2 separate regions of the Capra hircus genome follow, and region 2 is linked to region 1. Evidence: chromatin contacts called from public Hi-C data. All regions are on one chromosome and are shown on one strand. The core of a region is the stretch at or near the end of the contact, and the rest is flanking DNA. Distances in the headings are between cores, read along the strand shown. Region 1 has its middle 15 kb from the start of CPOX. Region 2 overlaps DCBLD2 (discoidin, CUB and LCCL domain-containing protein 2).

Region 1 (2,986 bases), core at 393-2,892:
AGGCCTAGAGCTCTGTATTGGGCTCAGACTCCTAGCTCCTTGGGAAGAATGTCTGTAATTATCTTTTTATTTGTGAGTCATCTACCTGGGAATGTGGGTCTCACGTATCTCACATCTCTGCCCCTCTTACCCATCTTTATTGTAGTGTTCTTCTTCATATCTTCAGCTGTAGAGATCTTCTCAGCTAGTCTTCACATCCTTCTCATTAATAGTTGCTCTGTAAATAGTTGTAATTTTGATACGCCTGTGGAAGGTGAGCTTAGGCTCTTCCTACTCCACAATCTCAGCCCCCTAACTGTATATTTTAAATGGTGAATTGCATAATATGTGAATCATAGCTCAATAAAGCTACTATATGTATATATAAAAAATACAAGTTATAAAGTGTGTCATGGGCTTTCCCAGTGGCTCAGCGGTAAACATTCCACCTGTCAATGAAAGAGATGTGGGTTCAGTCCCTGGGTCAGGAAGATCTTCTGGAGAAGAAAATAGCAACCCACTCCAGTATCCTTGCCTGGGAAATTCCATGGACAGAGGAGCCTGGTGGGTTACAGTCTATGAGGTCTCAAAGAGCCAGACATGACTGACCACGCATGCATGCATGGGATACACTCATTTTCTGGATTAATTTTTGAGTATTCTGATTTTCTCATAGTCTCAAATGTTTGGTTATAACTTTAGGGTTAAATTTTTCTCTTAGTAAGCCTTAGGGAGAATCAGTTCGTTCCAAAAATTTTAATATGGTTAATGGCAAATTCGCTTCCTTTACTTTTTAAAATATAATGTGAAAATTAAGGGGCTGAATAAAAAATAATATCCACTGATAAATGCTCTAGTTGCATTTAATATATCTGTGTACCTACATCATCATCCCTCAAGAAAACATTATTTTTTTCACAAGTGTTTCTTAGCAAATGACTACTCTGGGGAGCCCTCATAAAACCAAATAACTCTGAACTCTCTGGGACTCATTTTTGTCCTCTGTAAAATGGAAGAACTTGTTTAATCATGACTTTCAGACTTTGCTCCTTTAAGTCCTGGGTGTTCAAAGAATTAATTCACAAAATAGGGTGTTGGAGATAGAGGCATTGCCCAGCCAGAAATCCCTTTCAAAAAAGCAGCTCTGCTTTCTGTTCACATATTATTTGAACTTCTTCACTGGATTTCCTCTGAAGGGATCAGATACTAAAACGAACTTGAAAACCGTTGGATTAGATTATTTCTAGCTCTACGCAGTCTAAGATTGATTCTGCAATGTTAACAGAGGAAAGAGTTGTTTTATCATTTTATAGTTTGTGGGTTTTCAGAGACTCAGAAACAGATATGTTTCTAAGGAACTAAGTGACTAGGTAGATGGGCGATACATGAGGCGTGGCTGAGGGAGCAAGCAGGAATTGATCCTGTTAGAGAGGGCCCCAGGGATGGATTCTTTTCTCATAAAATCATTCATAGCCCCTCCTCAGCAACTAGAGAAAAGACTCATGTATTGTAGCTATTTCCCCAAGCACTGTTGACTCCACTAATTTAATGACAGCAGAGCAGTGTTGGTGAATTCAAGGCAAAACCAACGAGGAGACTGCGACTTCAATTTTCCCCTCCTCCTCCACCACTTTCTCCTGCCCCCCTGGCGGCTCCTCCCATTTTGGCTGGGGTGTGATAGAGCAGAACTGAAGTTTATTTTAATCTCTCTTAGGTCAGACACTTCAAAGCTGCCACAGTTCCTGGAAATCTACCCCAACCTTGACAGGCTCACCAGTTGATGCACAGAATGTGGTCCTTTCATAGCCTCCGGTATGGTGGAAAGCAGTCCAGTTTTTCCTTGATGACTGCATAGCTAATGAGCTTTCATTGCAGGACTGGCTGCCTCAAAACTTAGGGAGGATGCCTTCCAGGTACTGTGTGCTCTATACTGTGTATAAAACATCGGGTAGAGTTGGCACAGAGTGTTTCATAACAAACTCTATTTTCACCTAAGAAGAAAAGATTTATAAGGTTCAAATTGTTAATACTAGAGTCACTGATGTGGATAATTGCAATGCTTTCTGGAGACCGTTCCCTGGGCTGGAAAAGGAGAAGCATTGTATCTACCCGAGCTCCCTCACCCATCTGCCTCCAGTGTAACCCATCCCATTCCAACCCCCACTCTGCTTGCAGAGTAATCCATCTCACATATAGACCTGGTCTTGCCTTCTTCTGCCTCAATGCCTGTGATGACTTTCCATTGACTTCTGAATAAAGGAAAAACTGTTTGGCAGAACATACAAACACCAGCTTTTTCCTGTACCTTTGGTTCTTCCCATTCTGTGGTCACTCTAGCTGGGGGTCAGAACCTGAAGTTTTAGCCCAGCTGGGTAGAATGTTGAGAATATCTTCTTTTTTCTTTTAAAAATAGTCTTGTGCTGCTCAAGAGTAGTTATCAAGTCTTCTTGCAACAATATCAATGTGCATCTTTATTAAAAAAAAAATACTTCTAAGCACCTAAACCTGAAAACTGCTGTTTCTTGTTTAGTCACTAAGTTGTGTCTGACTCTTTTGCAATCCCAGGGACTGTAGCCCACCAGACTCCTCCGTCCATGGGATTTCCTGGGCAAGGATACTAGAGTGGGTTGCCTTTTCCTTCTGCAGGGGATCTTCTCGACCCAGGGATCCAATTTGAGTCTCCTGCCTTGGCAGGTGTATTCTTTATCATTGAGCCACCAAGGAAGCCTGCTGTTCCTTATAGCTATAGTTTAAAGAGAGGTGCTAGTACCAAGTGGATTTCATTGCCTTTGGGAGGCTCTGGCCTTGCCCCTCAAAATGAATTTGAAGGTTCTACAGCTCTGGTAGCCAGTGCCTGCTGGGGACGGATGCTGTGGCCATTGGGTCCCCTAGTGCCTTCTTCCCCTATATGTGATGGGAGGTATGGGGGAATGTACACATGTACTGTGCCCTCTCTCAATCCCTGCAGACAGAGATGCGGGTGCCTGAGCACACTGAATACTGATCA
Region 2 (2,941 bases), core at 342-2,841, 200 kb before region 1:
TTATACGAGGTACTACTTATATATAGTATTCTAAAGACAAAGTAGAGTGCTGGTTGCCAGGGACTGAGGGGAAGAGAGAATCAGAAATTACTGCTTCATGGATATGAAATCTCAGTTTCACAAGACAGAGATGGCTGGAGTGAGAGTTGCCCAACAATGTAAACATATGTAGTATCACTGAGCTGCTTAATTAAAAATGGTTCAGAAAGTTCCCTGGTGCCTAGTGGTCAGGATTCCAGACTTTCACTACTACTGGATTCAATCCCTGGTCAGGAAACTGAGATCCTGGAAGCCGTGTGGGTGCAGCCAAAAAAAAAAAAAAAAAAAAGGGTACGAGAGAAAATTTTATGTGTATTTTACATTTTCTTTTTAAAGTCTTGATCATCAAGGCTCATTTTATAGATCTTTGTTATAGAAATGGCTTAAATGCAGCAAGATTTCTGCCTTCGTATACTGTTATCATTTCAAACATAGCTTTCTCTTTAATGGTCTCTCTTGCTTATGATCACAATGAAGGTTGGTGGAAAGGAATGAAGCAGTTTCTTCCTGCCAAATCAGTGGAGCACGAGGAAACCCCAGTTCGCTACAGCAGTAGCGAGGTGAACCACTTGAGTCCAAGAGAGGTCACCACCATGCTGCAGACGGACTCTGCAGGTAATTATAGCACAGCCCGGGCTCAAGGGGAAACTGCTGTGCTTGCTGCAAAGTGCTTTGGTATTTACAGTATCTTTTATCTTTTTCATGTGTAGGAGATGAGCTGGTTTCCAAATGTAGAACCACTTTTTAAAAAAGACCTCGAGAGAGTCATTTCTGTGTCTCAGATGTTCTATCCATAAAATTGGGGTATTCATTTCTTAAAAACTTTGGGCATTTTGTCTGCTTATCTGGAATTTCATTTGGTTTTATTGGGAGTTTAGGGGTATTAAAAGGAGAGCAGGAAAGACACAGTGGCCTCGGTATTTATCCTATTAACCCAGTGTATATTTTAAACATTTCCTAATATTTGGAAAAGAAAAACATGAAATTATTTTCCAAGACCAATACAGTAATGGACTTTATTTTCAAATGAAATAGTTACCTATAAATCTGAAGAACACATACACTCTTTATGCAGAATTCCATGAATGAAGCTTTCGGGCACAATGACATATAACCTTGAGATAACATCTTTTTTAATTTTGAAGTTGATTCTTGCAGGAAAACCCATCCATCTCCATGACAGCACAGGTGCCATAAAGACGTGTGTGTTTTCAGGGTAAGCCTGTGGCATTAATGAGAGGACTTTTCTGTTTGTGTTTTGTGACACCCAGAGTACGCACAGCCACTTGTGGGAGGAATTGTGGGCCCCCTCCATCAGAGGTCTACCTTTAAACCAGAAGAAGGGAAAGAAGCAGGGTATGCTGACCTCGATCCCTACAGCTCCCCAGTGCAAGAAGTTTACCACGCCTATGCAGAACCACTGCCAGTGACCGGGCCTGAGTACGCAACCCCAATTGTCATGGACATGTCCGGGCACCCCTCAGCTGCAGCTGGCCTGCCCTCAACTTCCACTTTCAAAGCTGCAGGGAACCAACCGCCCACTTCGGTGGGAACATACAACACTCTCCTCTCCAGGACCGACAGCTGCTCCTCAGCGCAGGCCCAGTATGATACCCCGAAAGGTGGGAAGCCAGGCCCAAGCGCCCTGGATGAACTGGTGTACCAGGTGCCGCAGAGCACGCAGGAGGTGTCAGAAGCAGGGAAGGAGGGTGAATGTGATGTTTTTAAAGAAGTCATTTGAAGGTGATGCTGCTTTTTACAAAGCATCATTTTAAAGCACATGGCCTTTTTTGTTGTTGTTGTATTAGTGGTAGAACGTATTACATATCTGTCACGGATGTGGTTGGGGGAAGTGTGATGACCGAGGTACAAAAACTACTAATCTTACCATCTTGCTTTAAAAGGGTTACTGTGGCACAGTTACTGCTTGCCTATGAAATTTTAAACATCTTGTTTGTTACTACTGTAAAACACTATTTTATACAGAAAAGGCTCCCTACTATGCACTTCAAAGAAATTTAAAATCACTGAGTATTTATTACCGATGCTGCAGGTACATTGATGAACTCGAGATGGCTCTGTAAGCCTTTTTGGCAATAACGCATGGTACTGTTCTTAAAATGTCTAATGGCTTGAAATTCAGCAATTTGTGAAAAGTGGGTACTATTGTGATTTCTTCCTCTTCTATTCTTGTATTGCTTTCTGAATTTAAAAAATATATATTGATATAATCATTGTTTTGATTGCAGCATTATATATTTATCCATCTTTCCTTAGGAAGAGCTGTAGCTGGGAAACTGACCTGTAGTGAGCAGGGTGATTTTTCACTTTCTGACACTCTAATGAACTTAAACATTTCATAGTACATGACCTGGTCTCATCCCTTGCTTGTTCCACCTGGGGCCCTTGGTGGCCTGCCCCATTCTCATCTTTATAAATGCCTGAGTTTTTTTCAGTGGGTGATGCTTGCTCTATCAATCTCATTAATTTAGATCCCCTAGTGTCTTCATGCGGAAACAGGAACAATTTTATAAATTAAAAAAGCTATAAAGGAGATCCTCTGCTCCAGACTTTATTTGCAATGGAATTCTTCCTAGGAGAGTGTGAAAAGTTAAGGACTTTTAAACGTGAACACTGTAAACAATACCCACTTAATATTTCTCAACATGAAAAGCAAAATTATTCCTCAGGAATCGTATAAATTACTTTCCCTCCACAAAAGTAACCAAATTGTTTTGGTTTTATATACAGACTGTTCTTTGACTCTCAAGTTATTTATTGTTTTTAGTGAAATAAATATTTTCCCACAGTAAGAAATGCAAACCCAGCATGTATTTTTCGGCTCTGTGTGATTATGCCATCCATGTGGTCTGGGGTGTGAGTAGTCTCCCGTATCACAGGG

The links. Hi-C and Micro-C count contacts between places; a contact is called where the count stands out from the background.
Region 2: a contact with region 1 is called in a Hi-C map of blood, with 4 times the contacts expected there. The contact joins two enhancer-like sites. A contact is called at or near these places in 4 of 5 Hi-C or Micro-C datasets (blood and liver).

Annotation. Positions count from the first base shown.
Region 1 is chr1:42,683,682-42,686,667 of ARS1.2, reverse strand. No RefSeq gene overlaps it. Among named protein-coding and RNA genes, the nearest start is that of CPOX, 15 kb to the right of the region's middle. Within about 2 kb of position 1,642, at least 1 of the 5 cell types and tissues checked has an H3K27ac peak or open chromatin away from gene starts, as enhancers often do.
Region 2 is chr1:42,888,606-42,891,546 of ARS1.2, reverse strand. DCBLD2 (discoidin, CUB and LCCL domain-containing protein 2) reads left to right here. Exons shown (of 16, transcript XM_005674883.3): 15 at 517-654; 16 at 1,311-2,941. The coding sequence ends at 1,780. Among named protein-coding and RNA genes, the nearest start is that of TRNAE-UUC, 71 kb to the left of the region's middle. Within about 2 kb of position 1,591, at least 1 of the 5 cell types and tissues checked has an H3K27ac peak or open chromatin away from gene starts, as enhancers often do.